3 separate regions of the Mus musculus genome follow, and regions 1 and 3 are each linked to region 2. The links are chromatin contacts, called in public Hi-C maps. All regions are on one chromosome and are shown on one strand. Each heading gives the region's core, a stretch centred on a gene start, on an enhancer-like site or on the middle of the called end of the contact. The rest is flanking DNA. Distances are from core to core; before and after follow the strand shown.

What was found. A called contact is a pair of places that touch in the nucleus more often than the background predicts.
Region 1: a contact with region 2 is called in a Hi-C map of cerebellar granule neurons, with 1.9 times the contacts expected there. The contact joins two enhancer-like sites. A contact is called at or near these places in 4 of 484 Hi-C or Micro-C datasets (cerebellar granule neurons, cerebellum and cerebral cortex) and 1 of 115 datasets of contacts at active chromatin or transcription factors (vascular smooth muscle cells).
Region 3: a contact with region 2 is called in a Hi-C map of cerebellum, with 2.0 times the contacts expected there. The contact joins two enhancer-like sites. A contact is called at or near these places in 1 of 15 datasets of contacts at CTCF or cohesin (pro-B cells), 4 of 484 Hi-C or Micro-C datasets (cerebellar granule neurons, cerebellum, myocytes and 1 more) and 2 of 115 datasets of contacts at active chromatin or transcription factors (VIP interneurons and astrocytes).

Annotation. Positions count from the first base shown.
Region 1 is chr3:21,638,420-21,641,119 of GRCm38.p6, reverse strand. No RefSeq gene overlaps it. Among named protein-coding and RNA genes, the nearest start is that of Gm31693, 63 kb to the left of the region's middle. Within about 2 kb of position 1,364, at least 22 of the 459 cell types and tissues checked have an H3K27ac peak or open chromatin away from gene starts, as enhancers often do. A contact at or near this core is called in cerebellar granule neurons and cerebellum, where this site is marked.
Region 2 is chr3:20,660,724-20,663,423 of GRCm38.p6, reverse strand. No RefSeq gene overlaps it. Among named protein-coding and RNA genes, the nearest start is that of Gm31466, 160 kb to the right of the region's middle. Within about 2 kb of position 1,358, at least 34 of the 459 cell types and tissues checked have an H3K27ac peak or open chromatin away from gene starts, as enhancers often do. A contact at or near this core is called in cerebellar granule neurons and cerebellum, where this site is marked.
Region 3 is chr3:21,355,973-21,358,672 of GRCm38.p6, reverse strand. No RefSeq gene overlaps it. Among named protein-coding and RNA genes, the nearest start is that of Gm31610, 130 kb to the left of the region's middle. Within about 2 kb of position 1,387, at least 43 of the 459 cell types and tissues checked have an H3K27ac peak or open chromatin away from gene starts, as enhancers often do. A contact at or near this core is called in cerebellar granule neurons and cerebellum, where this site is marked.

The DNA.
Region 1 (2,700 bases), core at 115-2,614, 980 kb before region 2:
CATTTGCACAAAATTTTCAAAGAACTAATAGAACAAATTAAAAATAAGTGGAAATAGGAAAAGCCTTGAATCGGGGCAAGGAAGAGCCCTCGATTACCTCTCACCTCTCATAGCTGCTCTGAATTGCATTGACTCCAAGTGTGATGTCATGTTCTTTATACTGCTTGACAAGTAAATCATTCTGCGCCTGGCAAAAGAATCATCATTCTGCACAGTGATACACTGATTACCTCATAATTTCACACCAGAGGTACATTGATTGCCATTCATTATCATATAGCATAATGGAAAAACTTCAAATACGATTTTAAATTATTAAGCTCTATAAATCTAATTATCTTAATTATTTGTATGTGTTTTGACATGAGTAAACATGCATGCAAGTGTTTTTAGAGAGCATAGGAGGGCAGTGGATTCCTTTACAGCTGGAGCTACAGGCAGATGAGGGCTGGTGCTGAGAACTGAACTTGTCTTAATTATTGATCACTTTCCCAGCCCCAAACTGCTGTTATTTAACAAAGTAGAAATTAGAAAAGAATGGGTATAGAAACATCAAATTCTTGTTTCATATTTGGGAGAAGCAGTCTTCTTAAATAGGTGATCAAAAATCATATGAAAATCTTCTCAAATTCTGGACCCACAAGGGCAACAGGAATTTAATCAGAGGTTTTGTTTTGTGAATTTGATATTGACACACAGAAATGGTCGAATGGGTTGATTAAGAGGCAATGGTACAATTCGTGTGACCCAGGTACATATTTCTTGGTCAAGTAGAGATGTGTTTAGCTCACCACAAGAATAGAGAATAGAATATTCTAGAATGAAAAGGGAGTCTAAGTTATCCTCACACATACAGTGAGTTGTGGTTAAAAGGTTTTTAAGTGAAAAGACCACTCTATTTTACCAGAAAACTTGGAAATATATTAAAATGACCAATTTCAGAACAAAACGAAACACAACACCTTAGCCAGCGATCCAAAATGGTCTTTTCTCTTTGGAAACTATTCTGAGTTTGAGAAGTTAAATGAATTTATGAATGGATACATTTATAATATTGAATGGATGGAAACAATATCTACCTAAGCGAAATAAATCAGAGCTTTGGGGAATTGAAAAATAATTTTATTGTGGCATTTGTGATGTGACTTTCCTTAGACTTTGTTCTTTTGTTCTTTGAAGGTCAGGACCCTTGCTTCCCTCTCCCTGGTGAAGAGAGCTGTAGACCTCTTCCCTTTAGAAAACCTTTCTGAGCGTGAGGCGCCACTTCCTGAGTATTGTTTCTTCAGGTTTAAGTTGCTGCTTCCCTTCTGGGGCACGGTGCAAAAGGAAACTGAAATATTTAATCTTTTAAAGTCAAATTCAAACAATCCCACCTTAAAATAGCAGAGCTCCCTTTAAGCCGATCTGCACACAGACAGAAAGGGCATGCGTGCTGCACTTTGATCAAAAGGATGAAGAGCCTTCATGTGGGCTGTGAGAAAGGCAGCTGGGGAGTCTCACTGATACTTTTTATTTCTGTCTCTTCTTTCTTCCTTGTCCAGCCTTTTCTTCCCCCTCCCCCTATTTTTTGGAAACCTGTAGGAACAAACCTTTTCCCTTTCCATATGACTCTTCTATTATTTGGATACACCCTGATGAAGCTGCCAGCATTATCCTGATAACTCTTTGTCCACAACTGAAATCAAGCCCAGGCAATATTCGTTGCAAAAACTCTCTAGAGAAAAGGCAGAGTTAGTGGCTGAAAATGGATGCCGCTGTCCAGGTTCAACCCAGAGATTATAAAAGTGTCATGAAGACACTGAGATTCACATATTGCCTTCCCCTGAATGGTGACCGCAATGACAGGAACTGGACAGGTGGCATCATTACACATAATCTTTACCTCTGAAGTAAAATGAGAAAGAACCTCATGCAGCATGTTTGGGCACGTTACCAATAGCTGGCAACATCAGCAGTCATGCTTGACAAATGCAAGATGGCTTTAGGCTTGCTTGTCACAGCTTGAGCATTAAAAATATATCTCGTGGGCTGGGGAGCGGCTCAGTGGGTATAGCTTGATAACCTGAATAAGGTTTCCTGGAACCAATGCAAAAAGCCAGACACAGTCCTGCAAGCCGCTGTGGGCAAGTGCAAGGTGGAGACAGTTGGCAGTTTGCCTGTCATTCACCCTTGTCTCAAACCAGGTGGCAGATGAAGACTGATACAAAGGTTGTCTTCTGACACATGCACTGTGATGTATACACTGTGGCAAACACTCTACTGAACTCACAAACACACATGTGAACAGACTTCTGCATGTGTATATGATACAATTTTATGAAATATAATCATACCATATATGCATATGTAGGTATTATATTTGAATATATATTAAGCCTTGGTGACTGGGGTACAGCAAGTTCTGTCTCTCACTGACAGGTTAAACAGGTTCTTTTTTTTTTTTTTTAATGTGTTGAAGGTATATAAATTAAAGGGGCTGTGGTGACAGCTATAACTTTTCCTATTTCATGTGGCCTCTCTACAATATTATCCTTAAAGAATGCGTTTGCCCTTGGTAACATTTCAAATTTGGGGGTTGCTCTAAATCCAGCTTTTCAGCTCCTGTTGAAAAAACTAGAAGTGTATATCTTCCAATAAAAATGATTGGTTAGACTTGGGAGATAAGGCCCAACTGGATGAGGGCAGAACTAACTAGATGAC
Region 2 (2,700 bases), core at 109-2,608:
TTTAGGTGACTTTGAATGACCTAAACAGATTGAGTGCTGACAGGAGTGGGCAAGACAAAAGGAAGTGGCAGGGGAGTTTTACATGCTGTCATCTGTGCCTCTAAAGAACACTCAGTCGTATTAGTGTAAGCAATATGTTTACTTATGTTGGACTGCTCTCTGCACTCTACACTGAGGATAGAATGTTGTGAACCACAGCAGAAATTTATAACTTACTTAAAGAAGTTGTCCATTCAGGTAGGTCTTTCTTGTTCACAACTGTCTGACTTGGGCACTGTCAGATCCTATGGTCCTGTGAATAAGCAGTTTGTTCTCTAAACCACTGAGCCATATCTCAAGCCACTGCCCCCACTCGCCAGATGGTTTAATGGACACGACATTGTGAACACATTCTTGCAGGAGAATCTCCCTCACCTTGTGAGGGAAGCAAAGTGGTTGGAGATTGTCATCTCTCTTTTCTTGGTGATGAAACAGAAGCTCACTGGCTTCTGTGGGTTTTCTAGAGTGCACAGTTGAGGGTAGTTGAAGCTAGATTGACTGCAAGACCCCCAGTAACAAGTATATCTTGTCTATATATGTAGCCGGCTTTATACAATTCACTAATTGTCCTGTCCTTGTCTCTGAGTTACAGAAAATTCGAATCAATCAAATGATGGGGAGATCTAGCCATCACTTGGCATTATTTCAGGACCGTTTTCAATCATCACAGTCATAACTACAGCCCAACTGAGAACCAACTGGAGTCTAAGAGCAGATTGTCTCATCGTTTCTAGATTTTTGTAGAAGCTACAACAATCATGCCATCTTAGCAGTGATTAGGTCATCAGAGTTAATAAGGGTTTAGGAATAGTCACTTTGACATATTCATTCTAGTACACTGTGCCAGGAAAAAGGAGTTTTATGATGTAATAGGAAATACAGGAGAAAGAGTAATAAGTACAGCATGACTTATTGCCAAGATGCTAATAAGTGACAATTCTATAGGTACCCTGATAATATGTTATGAAATTATCTATAGTCAAACCACAGGTTATTAAGAGAAAAATCAAGAAAGAAAATAAAGCCAGTTTTGTAGGCAATGATTTTTATTATGTATAATGCTGGCAGGAAAAAAAAAAGTAATAGAAAATGCTGTAAGCAGCAGTTGTGAGAAAGAGCTGAAAAATTGTAAAGGACTTTGATCTCCTTCTGAGTTGCCCATCAAAGAAGGAAAGATCTGCCATGACCCTGTCATTCCAGGCAGATGACTGACTTATAGCTCAGGTGTGGTTTGCATGCTGAGAGCGGCTAGGGCTACAAGCAGCTTGCCAGGCTCTATATATAGGGATGACCTCACCTCTCCTGAAACATAGCAGCTGTTCACCATTTGTGCCATTTGCTGCAAAGGCTTAGTCCATAGCTAATTGAGCACTTCAGTCCTGCAGAGATAGGGGCCTGGGAAATATTTACATGAGATAGATACCTTTATCCAGATGGAAGCTGGCTAGGACAAGATAAGAATATTTATCTCAGAGGACTGTCAGTGCATCTTGACAGGAGTTAGGGGCTGCCTGGGGAGGGGGAAGGAGAGAGATGCCTGCTGCTCATTCAAGAGAAGAGGGAGAACAAGAAACATCAAAATTGTACTGCTGCTGCCTTCTCTCCAAGCAAACTAAACAGAGCCCTCCCTCTGTGAAAACAGTCTGTATTGTTATGATGTCAACTCATCAGGAAGGCTTTTAGAATTTCCCTAGCAAGATAACCACCTCCTTAACTTCTGGATTTCCTGGCCTAGAATTGATTGACAGTTATAGGATCACCAGCAATTCCATAACATTTCTTTTCCCAGGATCTAATAATCTTGCTGGAGGAAACAAGCATCTATAATATCTGGTTGGCCCGGAAGCACTTATCCTAGTTTGATTATTAATGATTTCTGTCAATAGGAAAACCCCCACTGTTCATGGGGTCTCGTTCTTCCCATCTGTAAATTTCAGATATTATCAGATTTAACTTCGGGTTTGCTTCCAGCTTTGAGGGAAAATCCATGAGTTTCATGAAAGTCACTCCCTTCTCAGAGCTTACAAGACATAAAATGCAATGGTCCAAAATAGTAAAAAGATCATTCTGATGTGATTAGTTTGGATGAATATAACATATCCTTGTTATTTTCAGTTTTGAAAATGAGCAGAAACACAGAAAATATGTGGATTGTCCACTTGAAACAAATTAGCAGACTAGTTTAAAGTAAGAGACTATATATAGTGTCACTTATGAATAGATCCGAATATGATCCAGTTACTCTTCTGATTGTGTCCTTCATTTGAGCTCAGAAAAGACATGTCAAGATGAGGAAGTATAAGTGTTGGGCCAGGAATGTATTTGGATTTAAAAATTTAGAATCAAATGTATATATAATATTTGTCCTTCAGGGTCACAGCTTCAATATGAGTAACCAATGCTGACTACACAAGACAGTGAAATCCTCATCAGGCCATTCAATTACTGTCTAGGAAAAAGGAGCAAAGTCAGGAAAGGCTCTGCAGTAACAGTTTTGAGATATTTAGGTTAAAAAACTAGGGGATGGGGCTAAAAACTAGAGTGGAGAAGAGTATAAAGAACATCCTCGGAAGGTTCGGGAAACAGGAAATGGGATGTGAGATATAGAGTCTGGAGTGCTTTGAGCCATGGGTGCAGTAGACACACACGGAAAGGGCTGCA
Region 3 (2,700 bases), core at 138-2,637, 700 kb before region 2:
TCATAGATGAGGTAGATGTTGGGGTCCGCCAACTCAAAGCCCTGGATATGGGCCTGGGTGGTAGCTGAATTGATCAGCCCACCAGGTCTCCTGAACCACACCACCAGAATGAACTAACACTGCCTTGACTTTATCATCCAATGCGACCATCAGCCGGACAGGGTCAGCTCTCCTGCTCTCATGACCTTGAGGCTGGCTCATATGCGCCCATGCCATCAGAGTCAGCTCCATTGTGCTCTCCAGTTGAAGTACAGGGGCTGATCTCCTGAGTACTACAGCCAGTCAGGAGAGGGGCCAGCTTTCCCATCCTCATGACCCTGGGGTCAGCTCTCCCAGAGCGCCAACGACCACCTCGGGTGGTATTGGTAGGAGGCGCCCATGTCAGCTCATGCTAGGCCAATGGCAGGGCCAGCTAGGGCCAGCTCACCTGTCCCTCTCCATCAGGGTCAGCCGTATTGTGCTGTTCAGATGAGGACCAGAGCCTGCTCTCCCAAGTCCTGAGGAATGCCTAGCCCATTTCCTGTTCTCTCTATGTTGCTAGATTAAAGAAACATTCTGCCACGGTGTTCTGTAAGTCAAAATAAACCCCTTCTTCCTTGTTTCTTTCATATTCTTGGTTATAGCAAGGAGATAAGTGAACTCTTACATTTGGGAAAGCTGAAGACCAGTGGATGCCTCAGGCTGTTAGAGATGCTGTCAAATTGCTCAGTTGAGGATAGCAAGGCTGGAGTTTCAAAGCTGTGTTCAAGAGATTAACTCAAAGAAACACTTGGGAATGATATTAAGAGGTATATAGAAGCACGGTATAGGTTTCATTATTTAAAAAGGCAAACTCATTCTTCTATTAATGAAATCATTTTGGTGTAACTTCCCACTGCCCCTCTGACTGGGGTACCCAAATATAGATCACATGGAACATTAAAAAAAAATTCAACAGGCTTCTAAATGATTAATTCTTGCTGACATAAAATAATTCCCTAGAATAAGTAAAGAATGCATGGCTTAAAAAATAAATTGTTTTTTTCATTAGCTGTTTTTATAAATAAAATTTACACCATGTGAAATTGCAGAATGCTCACTTATGGACATTTGGCGACTTACATGCTACTGTGCACTTATTATTAGTATACATGACAATGCATTCTTTATCCTTGGTTATTTAAGGATATAGGTGTGTGTTGATTATAAGCAGTTAAATATCCCAGGATTACATTCATTTGCAATGCACATCCAATGCACTGTGGGTTTTTATTCACTTAGCAGAGTTGGGGTTTATCTACATGGTTTATATTTTATATTTGAGAGAAGCTAAGTAGCAGAAACATTACAACATAGACAATGGTATTAGCATATTCAATGTTCAGCTCGGCTCTCACTGCTTTACACATGTAATTAGGTTGTTTCCATGGAAATGATCTAATTACGGGCTTCTCCTTGGCTTGGTAATCACATTTGCTGTGCTTTGGCAGAGATGTTTTCCTTGTTTTGTTGAACAGCTCCACTTGACAAGATGTTCTCTCCAAAGATGAATAATAATTTTTCCTGAGAGAGAAAAATAATTTTTATAATGAAACACACTGTTAAAGGTGACTTCAAAAGAGGTTACAGACGTGTAGCAGATCCTGCCAATAATAAGACAGCTATTACCCTTGAAAACACAATCTATTTTTAGTGTGCATGTGTGTGTGTGTGCGCGTGTATGTGTACTGTTGTTGTTAATGATAAAAATCATAGGAGGTTTTTATTTTGAAGAATTGCACTATTGAAATATATTATTTTCTTCTGGAGTATATTTATACTTAAATATATATTAATTATAGTTTTAACAGACTAAAGGAAATATGCTGAGAGAGAGAGAGAAAGAGAGAGAGAGAGAGAGAGAGAGAGAGAGAGAGGCAGAAGCATTGAAGAAAGAGCACTGAAGCTTATACTCAGTAAGAATAGTCAATTGCAGAAGGCTATTCATGAAGAGATATTTGCTTATCATTGCCATGGCAGTTGAGAACACCTTAAAAAATCAATTAAGACTTATTTTGGGAGCGATCCAAATATAGACCTTTCAGTGTATAAAGGAAACAGGAGATGGAAAAAGTTGCTGAGGAGACTCCATGTCACCTGGTCCACTTAATAACACTAGGAGACAGAAGACAGGCAGAAGTTCAGCTCTTAAGCATTGTGAGATTCCAGCCCACTGTAAGAGAACTTCGCAGGAAGTCCTTATGACAGACACTGTGTAGACCCATCGAGGGTTAGCAAGATGTATGGGGTCCAAAGTCCACAACATCCTTTGTCCAGATACTTTGAACCCTAGCACTGACAATCAAATACTCTGCCCTTTAATAGCTATGGAGATTACTTCAAACACAAAGGGAGAACACTTCAGGAAGTAGCCAGAATGCTGGAGCTCTCTCCTGATTATCATTTGTGTAGGTAATAAAGGGTGGGGATATAATTGACTAAAGGGCACAGTGTTTGAAAATTATAACGATAACTGGGTTTTCTATTTATACCAAACCAACCCTTATTAAATGCCATAAGGCTTGGGTTTTAGAATTATATAGCACGGTTTCCACCAGTAAAAATGGTATTCTATTTATTTACTGCTCTTCATGTGGCAGGGGCTGCACATGGGTCTGTGAATGAAGTGATGAATCAGCGAGATGTCAATGCTAGCTAGGCTCAATTTCCTTATTATTGAAC